2 separate regions of the Lactuca sativa genome follow, and region 2 is linked to region 1. The links are chromatin contacts, called in public Hi-C maps. All regions are on one chromosome and are shown on one strand. The core of a region is the stretch at or near the end of the contact, and the rest is flanking DNA. Distances in the headings are between cores, read along the strand shown.

The links. Hi-C and Micro-C count contacts between places; a contact is called where the count stands out from the background.
Region 2: a Hi-C map of seed shows a contact between it and region 1, with 2.9 times the contacts expected there. The contact joins the promoter of LOC111905386 here to the promoter of LOC111905384 in region 1. A contact is called at or near these places in 3 of 4 Hi-C or Micro-C datasets (leaf and seed).

What each region holds. Positions count from the first base shown.
Region 1 is chr6:55,820,090-55,826,778 of Lsat_Salinas_v11, reverse strand. It overlaps LOC111905384 (cytochrome b-c1 complex subunit 9, mitochondrial), which reads right to left and starts at 5,207. Exons shown (of 3, transcript XM_023901081.2): 1 at 5,010-5,207; 2 at 4,265-4,312; 3 at 3,882-4,151. The coding sequence starts at 5,126. The coding sequence ends at 4,104. LOC111905385 (F-box/LRR-repeat protein At1g67190) reads right to left here and starts at 221. Exons shown (of 1, transcript XM_023901082.3): 1 at 1-221.
Region 2 is chr6:56,005,148-56,012,267 of Lsat_Salinas_v11, reverse strand. LOC111905386 (transcription factor TGA9) reads right to left here and starts at 4,148. Exons shown (of 12, transcript XM_023901085.3): 1 at 3,798-4,148; 2 at 3,539-3,708; 3 at 3,273-3,367; 4 at 2,908-2,990; 5 at 1,790-2,086; 6 at 774-833; 7 at 538-615; 8 at 399-444; 9 at 52-323. The coding sequence starts at 3,663.

The sequences.
Region 1 (6,689 bases), core at 3,958-6,457:
GGGAAAGAGGTACCGGAGAGGATGGATGGAGATTGGAGGGTAAGGTTGCGATAATCAACAGGCGGCGGCGATCGGTGTTTCTGCAAGTTGGTTGGCGGAGAACGGCGGACATCGGAGTTGGTGGGGATCGGCGACGGGTGGTGCAGATGGATTAAAGGATCTGTCCAATATTACGCATGGTAAACGTCAAATAATACTCGAATACTATGAAACTGATAATGATATTGATAAAGATAAATATGTGTAATAAGATGTTATATTATTAATTACTAGACTTGAGACCATGTATTATATGAGTTTATTTAAAAAAATATATATAAAATTCAAAATATTTGAGAAGTTTGAATTTATAAGAAAATTGAGAATTAAATTATAAAAATTAAAATGTATTTTTTTCTCTTTTAAATTTAAATAAATAATTTAAATAAATAAATAAAAAAAATTAATGAAACTTTAATTTAGTAATTTTGAAATTAAAAGAAAAGTCTATTAATGAAATTGATATACATTTATTATTAGATTAAATAATATTTGACATTTAAATAATATTTGGCATTTAATAAAATAGAAAAACCATAAATGATAAGTGGAATAAAAATTAATTTAAAATTATCATAAAATTACATGTAGCAAATTGAATGAGAATATGACAACTGGCAAAAAAAATCTTCATTTATTAGAGTAGAAGATTACGATTATTATTTTCCAAGTTTATTGTTTTCATCTACACAACTTACCAATAGATTAGTCCATATGTTTAACATTTCTGAATTATTGATCTCATTATTCTCTTGTGTTAAATTGATTAATTATATTAGTTAAGTAATCATAAGAAAAAACTATTTCATAGAAAGAATATCGACATTGTAGCAATTATTGGTGATTTTTATTTCGGTTAATTTGAACAAAATTAAAGAAAAAATATAACTAATAGGATTGTTGACTATATAGTTAAATATGATTGATAGATCTTATTGTTTAAATATGTAATACCAAAATATAGTGGTGTTTTTACCTACAATATGCACATAGTTAGGGGTGAGCAAAAACTGCACCACAACTAAAATTAACCGCAAAAACCGTATAAACCGCAACCGCAACAAAAACCGATGGTGAAGTTTTCTGTTTTCCAAAAACCGCAAATTTATGATTGATAGATCTTATTGTTTAAATATGTAATACCAAAATATAGTGGTGTTTTTACCTACAATATGCACATAGTTAGGGGTGAGCAAAAACTGCACCACAACTAAAATAAACCGCAAAAACCGTATAAACCGCAACCGCAATAAAAACCGATGGTGAGGTTTTCTGTTTTCCAAAAACCGCAAATTTGCGGTGCGGTGCGGTTATTAGTTTCCAAAAACCGCAAAAAAACCGCACCGCATATATTATATACAATTTTTTTATCAATTATTAATTTACTAGGTGTGAGACCCATGTATTACATGGGTTAATTTAAAAGAAAAAATAAATACAAAATTCTAAACATTTTAGAAGTATGGATTTATAAGAAAAGTGAGAAAATATTGAATTATAAAAATTAAAATGTTTTTTTTTTCTCTTGTAAATTTAAACAAATAATTTAGATAAATAAATAAAGAAAATTAATGAATCTTTAATTTAATAATTTTGAAATTAGAAGGAAAGTTCATTAATGAAATTGATATGCATTTATTATTGCATTTAAATATTATCTAGAATTTAATAAAATAAAAAACTCATAAAATGACATGTGGAATAAAAGTTAATTTAAAATAACCACAAAATTACATGTGGCAAAATAAATGAGAATGTGACATATGACAAAAAGAACCTTATTTATTAGGGAGGATTAAATATTAAAAATAAGACAAGTTTTATGAATGAAAGACGGATAAAATACTAGAAGACAAAAGTGTTGGTTTTTTCTTATGTTTAATTTTATAAAAAGGATGAAATTAGACAATTTTAAGATATTTATTGTTAATTACTATTGATTTGACATTTTTAAGATATTAGTTGTTTGTGGTTTAAGTTAAATACTTAATTGTCTTATACATTATGGTTTTTTTTTATTATTACAAGTAATATGTTTGAACTCTTAAAACTATTTGAGCTCTAAATTGTGGTTAAAAACCACACAAAATAACCGCACCAAATCCATGTGGTTAATAACCGCAACACAGAAAAAACAAAACCGCACCGAAAAAATAACCGCCTAACCACACCGCAAAAATAACCGCACCATGTGGTTTTGAAAATGGATTAACCGCATTTGCGGTTAGTGGTGAGGTTTTGGCTAATAACCGCACCGCACTCACCCCTACACATAGTTACTTCAAATATGAAACATGCCCTAATCCTTTTGCGGGACTTGTGTCAGTCAAAAAATTAAAATTCATTGGAACTAAGAGCGGTTACAAGAAATTAATCGAGAATGAATTATGGTGATCTGGATATGTCCATTAAATTCATATAGACGCATACAAAACAGATCTCAGGTCGATGCTTTTTTTTGGTCTTTAGAAAGATCAGAGTCTAAGGTGATGTTTGTTTTGGAAGTGGTTAAATGTCTTTTGTGTTTTTCCAAGTTTGCGGAAGAAGACGTGCACTTACGAAACGTCTACGCGCTAGAAGGAAAAATTGCTCAAAAAGTACTTTTGTAGAAAAACAAACGAGGCCTAAGTCTTTTTCCGGTCTAAACCAGTTTGGCCTCGTGGTCGTTCAGTTTGGATTCATGTCTTTCGGCCGGATTTTGGCTTTTACGATTTAACATTGTTTTTCTCCGTTATGATGATGATGTTGATTGAATGAATTAATTTAAACACAAGGATGATGTTTGATGTTTAATAAATACAATGATAGATGTTTTTAATAACTAAGAAATTAGACTAAATATAAGGATGATCTTTATTGTGAAGAAAGAAGTCATCCCACATCGAGAAGAATGAGAGAAGAGAAACTTGTGATTAAAACAGAAGGACTTAGCAATTTGCCATCAATATGCTCGCCTGTTAGGCAAGGGAGTGGTGCCACTGAAACCGCACTCCCTCCTATGTCACGTAGATGCCAACTCATATTTTTTCTCATTTCATCAATATGATACCATAGCAAGGGAGTGAGAGACTGGCTAGGAAAGAGAAAAGTAAAAAGAAAAGAAAGAAAATGATTGGTTGAGAGAGGAGAGAGAAATCAAATAAAGGAGGAGAGAAAGAATGGGGAGTGCGGTAGTATTTGGGTGAAGAGAGAGAATGTGCGGTAGAAACCGCAGCGAGGGGATGGTGTTTTGGGTGATGATGTGGCGGACTCGCGGTTGAAATCGCTTCCACTCCCTCTAGCCTTAGGGAAGTTAAGTTTCATTTAGGCTTCAGCTTTAAGACCGATGGATAGCTAAACATGGGGACCACGATTGGTTATTTTGATATCAGGGACCGACTCATGCTGACTTGAACCCGCTTTAAGACCGATTGATAGTTAAATAAAGGGACCGACATGTTTAGATCGAAATTAGACTGCTCAGACTTAGACCGGTCCTAGTCCTAGATCAGGACCTATTTAGGTCCTTTTTTAGGCCGGTCTAAAAAGTCTGTCGATATCCACGTCTAATAAGATATTATGAGGTTACACTAAAATGAGTGACTTAGAATTATGAAAATATAAACTTAGATAAGAGGGTGTTTAGAAGTAGTCTTATTCACTAGCTTCATTTTAAATGTTGTCCTTGCTATGTAGGTTTATCATTTTAGCTTGTATTGTTGGAACATGCTTCATGCTTTTAGTTTGCAATATTTTCCCACTTATTACCATTGCTTGTATTCCCATTTTCATATGTAGGAAATCACCTAGTTTTGACTTTGGACTCACATTTTTTTTTTAATGTCTAATATATCCAGAGCTAATTAAGAAATTGCAACAGGAATTTTATAAATTAATTAGACCAAAATTCAAACAAATCATGAGAATTGCCTTCTCTTCAAAGTTGAAAGATCTAATTCTGGTAATACCACAACCAGTTTGTCCCAAAAAAAATATCATCACTTATTATCAAGATTCATACAATTTATCCTTTCAAATATCCCAAAATAGGATGAACAAAATAAAAATCACATTTGATGCCCACTTCATTCAGTTGGCCTCTGTCCCAAAACAGGAATATCCTCATACCGTTTCTGCATAAATAGAATATCTCTAAAATATTAGATTCAAAAAAAAAATAATAAAAAAAAAAAAACACAAGAATTCACAATATTTATCATACAAAATAAATAAAACTGGACATTACCCCAACATTGTTATTCTCCCAGAGTTTATGAACTCCATAGTCAACTGCCTGAAACACATAAATCATAACAACTCCATTACTAAATCACATTATTTTGTTATCTTTCTTGATAAACCACATGTAATTCACTAAACCACCATTTTTAGGGCACCATTCTTTAAAAAAAAGAACTCTCATTTAAGTCATTTATGTTGATATCCCATTTGTAATTTCGATAATCAAAGGCAAAACCATATGGCACTGTATGTCAAAACCCTACATTTGTTCCCCGAAATGTTCCTCCATAATAATCATCAAGGCAATCAAGGTAGTTTCAGCTAAAAGTTGTTTTTTTTCCTTAACCTAAAATCATAGATTCAATGCTACAATATGATATATCTATCTTTACAACGTATTAAGATGTTTATTTCCTTAATCTATAGGTCAAATCTATGAATTAGTTCCTAGACGCAAGCAAAATGCTTTGCTCCAACGTTTCGAAATTCTAAATAACATGGATGAAGAAAATGAGATGGAGTCAGACGTTGTGGAAACAAAACAAATCGATTAAATTAGGATAAAGAAAGTGATTCGTAGATGAAAGTTAATGATCCACAACAAAATCAGATCTAGGGCGACAACAATCCACTCTATGGACATTAAAAATTCAAACCTGAGAACCTATTAATCTAACGGAAAACAGAATCGAGGAATATGTATGCGTATGTGTAATATATATAAGATTAGAATGGATCGGAGCGCTAACCCGTTCACCGACGAAAGCACCGGCGATAACGAAAGTGACGTAGACAGAATTACGGCGCATAAGGACTTTGTATAGTCCTTCGAATAGTCCTCCGGTTCTCCGAGCTGCCGAACTCATGGCGATGGTGTAATCTCTTCCTCTTGTTGACGGGATCGGAGCAGAAATGGTGTTGGGTGTTTGTGTTTTGGCCGGTCTAGGTTACTAACGCTGCCTTTTGTTCGTGGCAATTTGGTATGAACCCGAACCGGATCCGTTCCGGATCTATAGCTTAAGAACTTAATTGGACCTACGACTGAAGGCATGTAAGTTTTATATCATGAAAATTAATTTCTGTAGTTTTTAATAAACTAAGATATACAATAAGTAGGTTTAAGATACAAGAAGGTTACGAATTTTGCAATAAGAGCATTCACAATTCGTTAAGCTTTCTCGTTACATTCTAACACTAACTTGTTGATTCAGAAAATGAATTGTTACACAAAAACATACAAAAAATTTCTAGAGATGGTACCAACACCTATTAGAAAATGAATTGTTACACAAAAACATACAAAAGATTTCTATACATGTTTTTCAAGTGTTTAATTGATCCAATATTAAGTAGTAAATGGAGGGTCATCAAACATTCTTTGCAGACGACATGCAGGCAGGGTCGGCTCAACCAGTTTGGGGGCTCTAAGCGAATAAAAAATTTGGGCCCCTTTAGCATTTACTATACTCAATGTTATAAACACTCCTCATTTATCCAACTTAGGACCGGCAATAATAAACTAATGGGTTGTTTGATACTTGCTAATTGAGTTATATCTGACTAAGTTAGAGGCATGACTGAGTTTGAAGCTCTGACTGGATCTGCTTCTTACTGAAATTATATGTTTGATTACCTCTCTGACTAAGTGTGTTAAATGTTGAATATAACTATTTTACCGTTTTGTTTTGTTTTGTGCTTATATAACCAATAAAATCATATTGAACCATACTTACATTACATAACTCCAAGTTTTCAATCCAATTGTATGGAGCTTCATAGCTCTATTCCACATATAAATTAATAAAATACATTACGCCAATCTAGTCCAAACTCTAATCAAAGTGCATATATAACCAATGAATTTACTAAATTTACATGACAAGAACAATTAACACATGTACAAATGTAACAATCACAAAATACCATATTCTAGCAGCCAACCCAAAATCAGCAAACTTCATCAAACCATTAGCCGAAAAGATTTAGCGGCTTCATACACGACCTTCAATGCATGACAATATTTAAGAGCAAAATCACTTCCTTCATTTTTTTTGCTTTGAAAACAAACCATCTTCCTACATCTGATCAAGCAACCTCCCACCAGAACAAACCATCTTGTATCAAATTTTGGCAGAGGCAAGATGTCACACCCCCGAAACCAGGATGGCAGAATCGTTCCAGGGTGGAGGACGTCATGTTTAGCATCACAACCATTGTACAATAGCAATCATAGTAACACAACCATTACAATTAATATATATATATATATATATATATATATATATATATATATATGAAAAATGTTTACATCAATCTGAAACTTGTTTTAATTACACCAAAAGTATGTAGAATATAAAAACATGACTCTTATTGCTCCGGCTCCTCTAAATCCAAGAAGTACTTGTCTACCGATTTCCGAGACGTCCGTT
Region 2 (7,120 bases), core at 2,899-5,398, 190 kb before region 1:
GCTAGACAGAATCTCATCTGACAGAATAACAACAGAATAACAACAGGTTACCTTGATAAGTTCAGAAGGGCGAAAACCGCCCATCCAAAGGAAGCATCGTTCCGCCGGGGTAGTCCACATGCCATTAATCAAGTGGAACACATCGGATTTAGCCGCCACACTTTTCAACCGGAAAATCTCATCATAATGTGCAACAAAGCTATCAACTACAACCCTAAGATCACCATCTGATAAATGTGATTGCAACCCTTTTCGTAATTCAGCCATGTGTCTTTGATCTTCATCAAGCCATCTCGTGTATTCCATATCAAACATTGCTGCACCTGCACACACACGATCATACCCTTATGTTAATACCGATTAATATTTTCTTAATTTTTGGTTATTTAAAGACTCACCGGAGCTAAGGTTCCCTCCGGCGCCTCCACCACCCACGAACAAACCCTAATAGTACAATCGATTTCGTCAATAAAACAATTTAATAATTAAAGAAAAGATCGACCCACTTCTAGAATTGAAAAATTAAACGAGAAAAACCTGCGATCGAGCACGTTGAAGATCTTGTTCGAGTTGAGTTAGTCGTATTCTGCTTGTTTCTAGCTGTTGAACGTATGCCTGGATAAAGTGAATGGTGAAAAATTGGGACTCGAAACGATGATTATGATTGTGAAATTGGGATTTGAAACGATGATTATGATTGTGAAATTGGGATTTGAACCCATGATTTTTATGAAAATGAGGGAAAGTGATGATAGTTTGATGAATCAAGAAACCTTTTTTCTGAGTCTGCTTTTTCTTGCTGCTTCTCTGTTTTGAGCTAAGCGTCTCAATGTCTGTAAACAAATTCAATGAAAACACTAAATTCGACAATTTCAAGATAACATTGGAAAAGAAATATCAAGAACGATGCTTTTAATTTTGGGTTCTTATACATCTATAATTTGTCTAAAATCGTATATCTTTCGCGATATTTGATACTTTTATAATTATATGTGTGTATTTATACAACTACAAGAACCTTCGAATCCAGTGTTCTCTCTGATGTCGAACCAATTCCCTTTTTCTGCATCAAAATCAAGCACAGAGTAAAAATTACTCCTTTTTTATATTTTTATTTTTTAGTGGAAGAGGAAAATTACCACATTTTCTAGATGGGGTTAGGGTGGTTTTTTTGTACTTTTTTACTACAATCTTTGTGATTATTTTAAATGTTTTTGCTATTTCAATGTGGGTATATGATAAAAATGATTCATTTTAATAAAAGAGTAGAGCTCCAAGAAAGGTAAAGAGTTAAACTGAAGTTATGGGGATTTGAGTAATCATTACCTTAAAAAGAAAACAATGTAAAAACCACAGTTTTTGGGAGTAGTGAGTACGATTATTAATTAATAAAATGTAATTAAAAATCACAATTTTAAAGATAAAAATGAAAATGAAAATGAAAATTACACGAAATATTTTTTTTTATCTTTTCTCTCTCTAGCTCTATCACACACTCTTACACATGTCAGGGAACCATATCTGAAAAACAATGACTTCTTCTCGATCTTTTTATTAGTTTGTTGGGATATTTGACTACATTGACATTCATTTCTAACTTCATTTATAATGTTTGGTAAGTTTTAATGCCAAGTTCATTAAACGACGCCATATTGAGAGGGCCTAAACTAGGGAATACGTAACATTTACCCGATTTAAAGATTAACATATTGCTCCTAATAAAATGGGTATATCGAAAAAAAAATTATCTATCGATATAAAGACAAAAAGAAGGTGATAAAAAACGAACCTTTTCTGAGAAGGGTTTTGGAGTTTGTTGAGAATGTGATGATCCTCCTGTCGTAACAGGACTACCACCTTCACTTTCCATTTCAAGATTTTGTGTTGGAATTTGAAGATTTTGTAATTGTTGACGAAAAATAGCTTGTTGTTGTTGTTGTTGATGTTGATCTTGTTGTGGATTTGAAGATGTTTTTTTACTGTTACTGCTGATTGGTGATTCTGGTTCTAAATGCGAATGAGACTCTGGTTTACTAGCAATTGCAACATTTACTGCTGACCCTGAATCTGTACTTGAATTACTCCCCTGTTTTTCGAAACCCAAAAACGGAAAAAGTTAAGAAAATTACTTTGTGGGTATTTGGAATTCATTGCGACTTTTGCTTAAAGATGTTTTTAGTAATAGGGTTAGAATTTTGATCTTTGAGAAATGGGTATGTGAGAACAGTGATGAAAACGGATAAAATGTGTTCGAGATTTTAGTTTTTGACAAAATAAGATGGAAAATTCATCTTGAATGTGTTTAAAGATGTATTTAATCACATACGTAGGTTCAAAATGTAATCTTTGAGAATTGGGTATGGGAGAAACCATGAAAGAAAGCTAAAAATGTCTTAAAGATTTGACTTTGGACAAAATAATCTTGAATCTGTTTGTATTAAATCACAAAGGTTAAAAATGCAATCTTTGAAACATGGGTATGTGAGAAAATATGAAAGTTAAAAACTTTAAGTGTTAAAAATTCGAGTTTGGACAAAATAAGGATAAAAATTCATCTTGAATTTGCATAAAGATAACTACAAAATAAAGCTTAAAAATTTACGCTTTGAAAAATGGGTATGTGAGAAACTATGAAAAAATAGCTAATAATGTCATAAAGATTCAATTTTTGACAAGATAAACTAAAAAAAACATCTTGGTTAACTTAGAAACACGTTTTTTATCACAAAAATGCCTTAAAAGACTCAATTTTGGACAAGAAAATGAAATTGATTGATTGGGTACAAAAAGGGGATGACTTGTTGAGAGATAATGAAGTTGAAAATTGTTTTTTAGTAGTTAAGAGAATGAAATAAAATGGCATAAAGAAATGGTCAAAGATAAGTTATTAAGGCAAAAAAGAACTACTCTTGGGGTTTGATGAACTCTCATAGGCCAAGAAGGGAACATGTCCAGAGTAGCTGCTGGCCTTGGTACTGTTGTGTATAAAGCTGCAACAAAATCACAACAATTAAAATAAAAAATCTTTTAGAATCAATCGCCTTCAAGAACTTAAAAACAAAACAAAAACACAAAACAAAATCACACATTCAAGAAGCTTGAAGTGGGTAGAAAAGGGATACCTAATCCCTTTCTTTTGACACTTTCAAACCCTTTTTTCTTACTCACATACTACTATGTGTGTGTTCTTGAGGGTGTAGTTTGTTATGCTTTTAGCAAACGTCAGAAAAAAGAAGAATAAAGAAAGAAAGAATTCAAAATTAAAACCATACGTAATTTGGTTTCATCACCATGGATCTTGTTGTAACCTTGAAGCACAATAGCTTCTTCTAGCTCTCCAAAATCAAACGATGACCCTTCTTGATTACTGAAAAAAGAATGAAGAAATTTAAAAAAAAATGTCAAGAAAACAGAGGGTAACGTCATGTAACGAAAAAAGATTGAATCTTTCATGAAACCCATGTCAAAAAACGTCCAAAAGATCGAAATTTTTGGATAAATTGTAAAAAAAAAAAAAAAAAGATTATGAAATTTGTACATGAAGGATGTGTTAGGAGGATTAAAGGCAGGAAAAACAGAGTATGGCAGGTGTTGGTGGTGATGGTGATGGTGTGAAGGTCCTGAGTCTGACAAACCAGTCTCTCCAACTCGGTGACTCGCCATGCAAAGCTTTCGTTCACGCCATTTTTGATTCAAGATTTATAAAATCTGTTAAATAAACAAAAACCCATGTAAAAAAAACATAAATAATTCACAAACTCTCAAAAGGGTTTAAGAAAAATTACAAAAAGACTCACTGTTTTGAGTTCTTTGTTGAAGTAGAAGAAGAAGAAGAGGATCAAAGCTATCATATCAAGGTAACATCTGAATAGCCACTATAGAAAGGACGAGTCTTTTTCTCAAATATGTCTCTTTCTCTCTCTCTAATCTCTATACTTTCTGTCTCTCTTTTGGCATTTCAACTTTTGATCTCATCTTTCATGGGGTCTTAATCTTCTTTCTTTCACCTTCTTTATGAAGAAACCTGGTTTGATTGTTCGCTAGGGTTTCCTTTACTTTGATAAATTAATTTATCAACAGATTTTGAAGCTCATATAGGCTAGTACACAAATCTTGTCCTTGCAACATATCCCCTTTCTTCTTCTCTTTGTGGGGTTTGAAGACAAACGATAAATGAATAAAATACTTCAAGAAAATATAAAAAAATTTGTGGGGTTTGAAGACAAAGTAGAAATTAATAAACAAATGTTTTTGAATTTAAATATTTTTTTGTTTTGTATATAGAAATGAAGAAAATGTCTTGGCAGGAACCCACTAGAAATCACTGACTCCTATTCCACTCTCTAACCGCCTACGTTTTCTTATTGGTTGTATTTTTGGGCTTCTCAGGGTATCACAAGTACAAAGTAATTATTAATTAAAATATGATTAAAAGTTTAGCTTTTAAGCCAATAGAAAAGTAAATAAGACAAGGTTTTATTTCATGAAGGAGGTCTTTGTTTCACGTTCAGAATTTACCATATTCTTTATGAGTGGAATAGGTACAAGTAAGTATACATGCAAATAGTACAACTTGTACCTAGAGAAAGGATTATAATTTTGTTGACTACCATAGATATGTTATATTATATTTATTAATTTTATTTAATATTTAATATCATTATGTTTGGGTCATTGAGAAAAAATAAGGATGTGATTATGGTAACATGGTTGATATGAGAGTAAATAAAGATGGACATGGTGAATAATGTTCTTCTATTAACAAAATTCATAAAATTGAAATATTTCCATTTTGGGTTTATATGTTTATACGTGTGCATGAGGTTTCTTAAATAAGGATGTGATTATGATAATATGGTTGATATGAGAGTAAATAAAGATGCACATGGTGAATAATGTTATCTATTAACAAAATTCAATAAATTGAGATATTTCCATTTTGGGTTTATATGTTTATACATGTGCATGAGGTTTCTTACGAAATACATGTAAATATAACTTGTCATGTTTATGTTTTTTATGGAAAAAGTATTTGTTAGATTTTTCATATAGTTGTATTTATTCGGTTTATTTATATATTCTTTTCCATGTATATCTCATTTATCATTTACCATATGCTATATATACAATAAATTCCCAACATGTTTATGCACAATGGCCGGTATTGAGTTGGCTTCAATAACAGGTAATTTGGAGCCGATGACTTTGCAGTGACAAAAACGACGTGTCTTCTGCCTGTTTCACTGTCTCTGCACCCAATTATGTTTGTGAAGAAGAAGGGCGGGTTTACACAACTGCAGGAGCTGTTTGACAAAGGATTTATTCGACCAAGCAGTTCGCCTTGGGGAGCACCGATTATATTTGTGAAGAAGAATGACGGGTCTCATCATATGTGTATCGTCTACCAGGAGTTGAACAAGGTAACGATGAAGAACCGTTATCCACTCCCGATGATTGATGATATTTATGACTAGCTTCAAGGTGCATCTTGGTTCTAAAAGATTTATTTACAATCGGGTTATCATCAGATGCGGATTAGGGTTGAGGATGTGCAAAAGATAGCTTTCCGAACTCGTTATGGTCATTACGAGTTCGTGGTGATGCCTTTTGGGCTCACCAATGCTCCAGCCGCGTTCATGGTTCTCAAGAACCGTGTGTGTAGGCCGATGTTGGATCTGTCTATGATAGTATTTATTGATGATATATTGGTTTATTTCAAGACTCAGGAGCAACACGATTAGCACTTTAGGGAAGTGCTTGAGACATTGATGAGGGAGAGACTTTTCACAAAGTTCTCAAAGTGTGAGTTCTGGTTGCATGAGGTGTAGTTTCTAGGCACCTTGTCAACCAAGATGGTATTTTGGTGGATCCAGCCAAGGTTGAGCTCGTGATGCAGTGGTAGGTTCCAAGGTCTTCATCTGAGATTCAAAGTTTTCTGGGTTTGGTGGGTTATTATTGTAGATTTATCTAGGATTTCTCCAAGATAGCTTTTTCTTTGACCCGACTGACAAAGAAGTCAGTTACATTTTGTTGGGGGCTTGAGCAGTAGGCAACTTTTGAGACTTTTAGACAGCAGTTGTGTGAGGCGCCAATTTTGACCCTGTCGGAGGGTGTCGATGATTCCGTGGTTTATTGTGATGCTCGATCTTTAGATTAGCGACGGTGTTGATGTAGAGAGGTCCGAGATCGCTTACGCCTTGAGGTAGCTGAAGACTCATGAGGCAAATTATTCGACGCATGACTTGGAGTTGGGGGCGTGGTTTTTTCCCTCAAGATTTAGCGGCATTACCTCTATGGGTTTTGTTGTACTATTTACACGGACCATAAGAACCTGAGGTATTTGATGGACCAACCAAATTTGAATATGCGGCAATGTCGGTGACTAGATGCGGTGAAGGACTATGATTGTGAAATCCTTTATCATTCGGGAAAGGCCAATATGGTGGCCGGTGCTCTTAGCCGCAAGGCGGTTGCGGCTCCGATCAGAGATATATGCTTGAGGATGACTGTGATTACTCCATTATTGGAGCGGATTCGGGAGGCACAGGTTGAGGCTATGGAGGAAGAGCATCGGAAAAGTGAGCATATTGTGGGGAAGGTGGCTTCCTTCTATTATGATAGTCGTGGTTTGTTGACTCTGCATCAGCGAGTCTAGGTTCTGTACTGGGTCGGTGTACGCCAGATTCTGATGGAGGAGGCTCACAAGTCGAGGTTCTCCATCCATCCCAGGGGGACAGAGATGTATATGGATCTTTATCCTAATTATTGGTGGCCCTAAATGAAATAGGATGTGACATGGTACGTGTAGCGGTGCTTAAACTGCGGGAATGTCAAGGCCGAACATCAGCATCCTCACGACAAGATGCACCTGGTGGAGATTCCTGTATGGAAATGGGAAGACATCACCATGAATTTTTCACAAAGCTTCCTAGGACCGCGCATGGAGTAGATTCGATATGGGTCATTATGGATCGTTTGACCAAGAGCGCGTATTTTATTCCGATTCATGAGAGTATATCTGTAGAAAAGTTGGTCGAGGTTTATACTACGGAGGTGGTGGCACGTCATGGGATGCCGGTATTAGTGGTTTCTGACAGGGATGTTTGGTTCACTTCCAGGT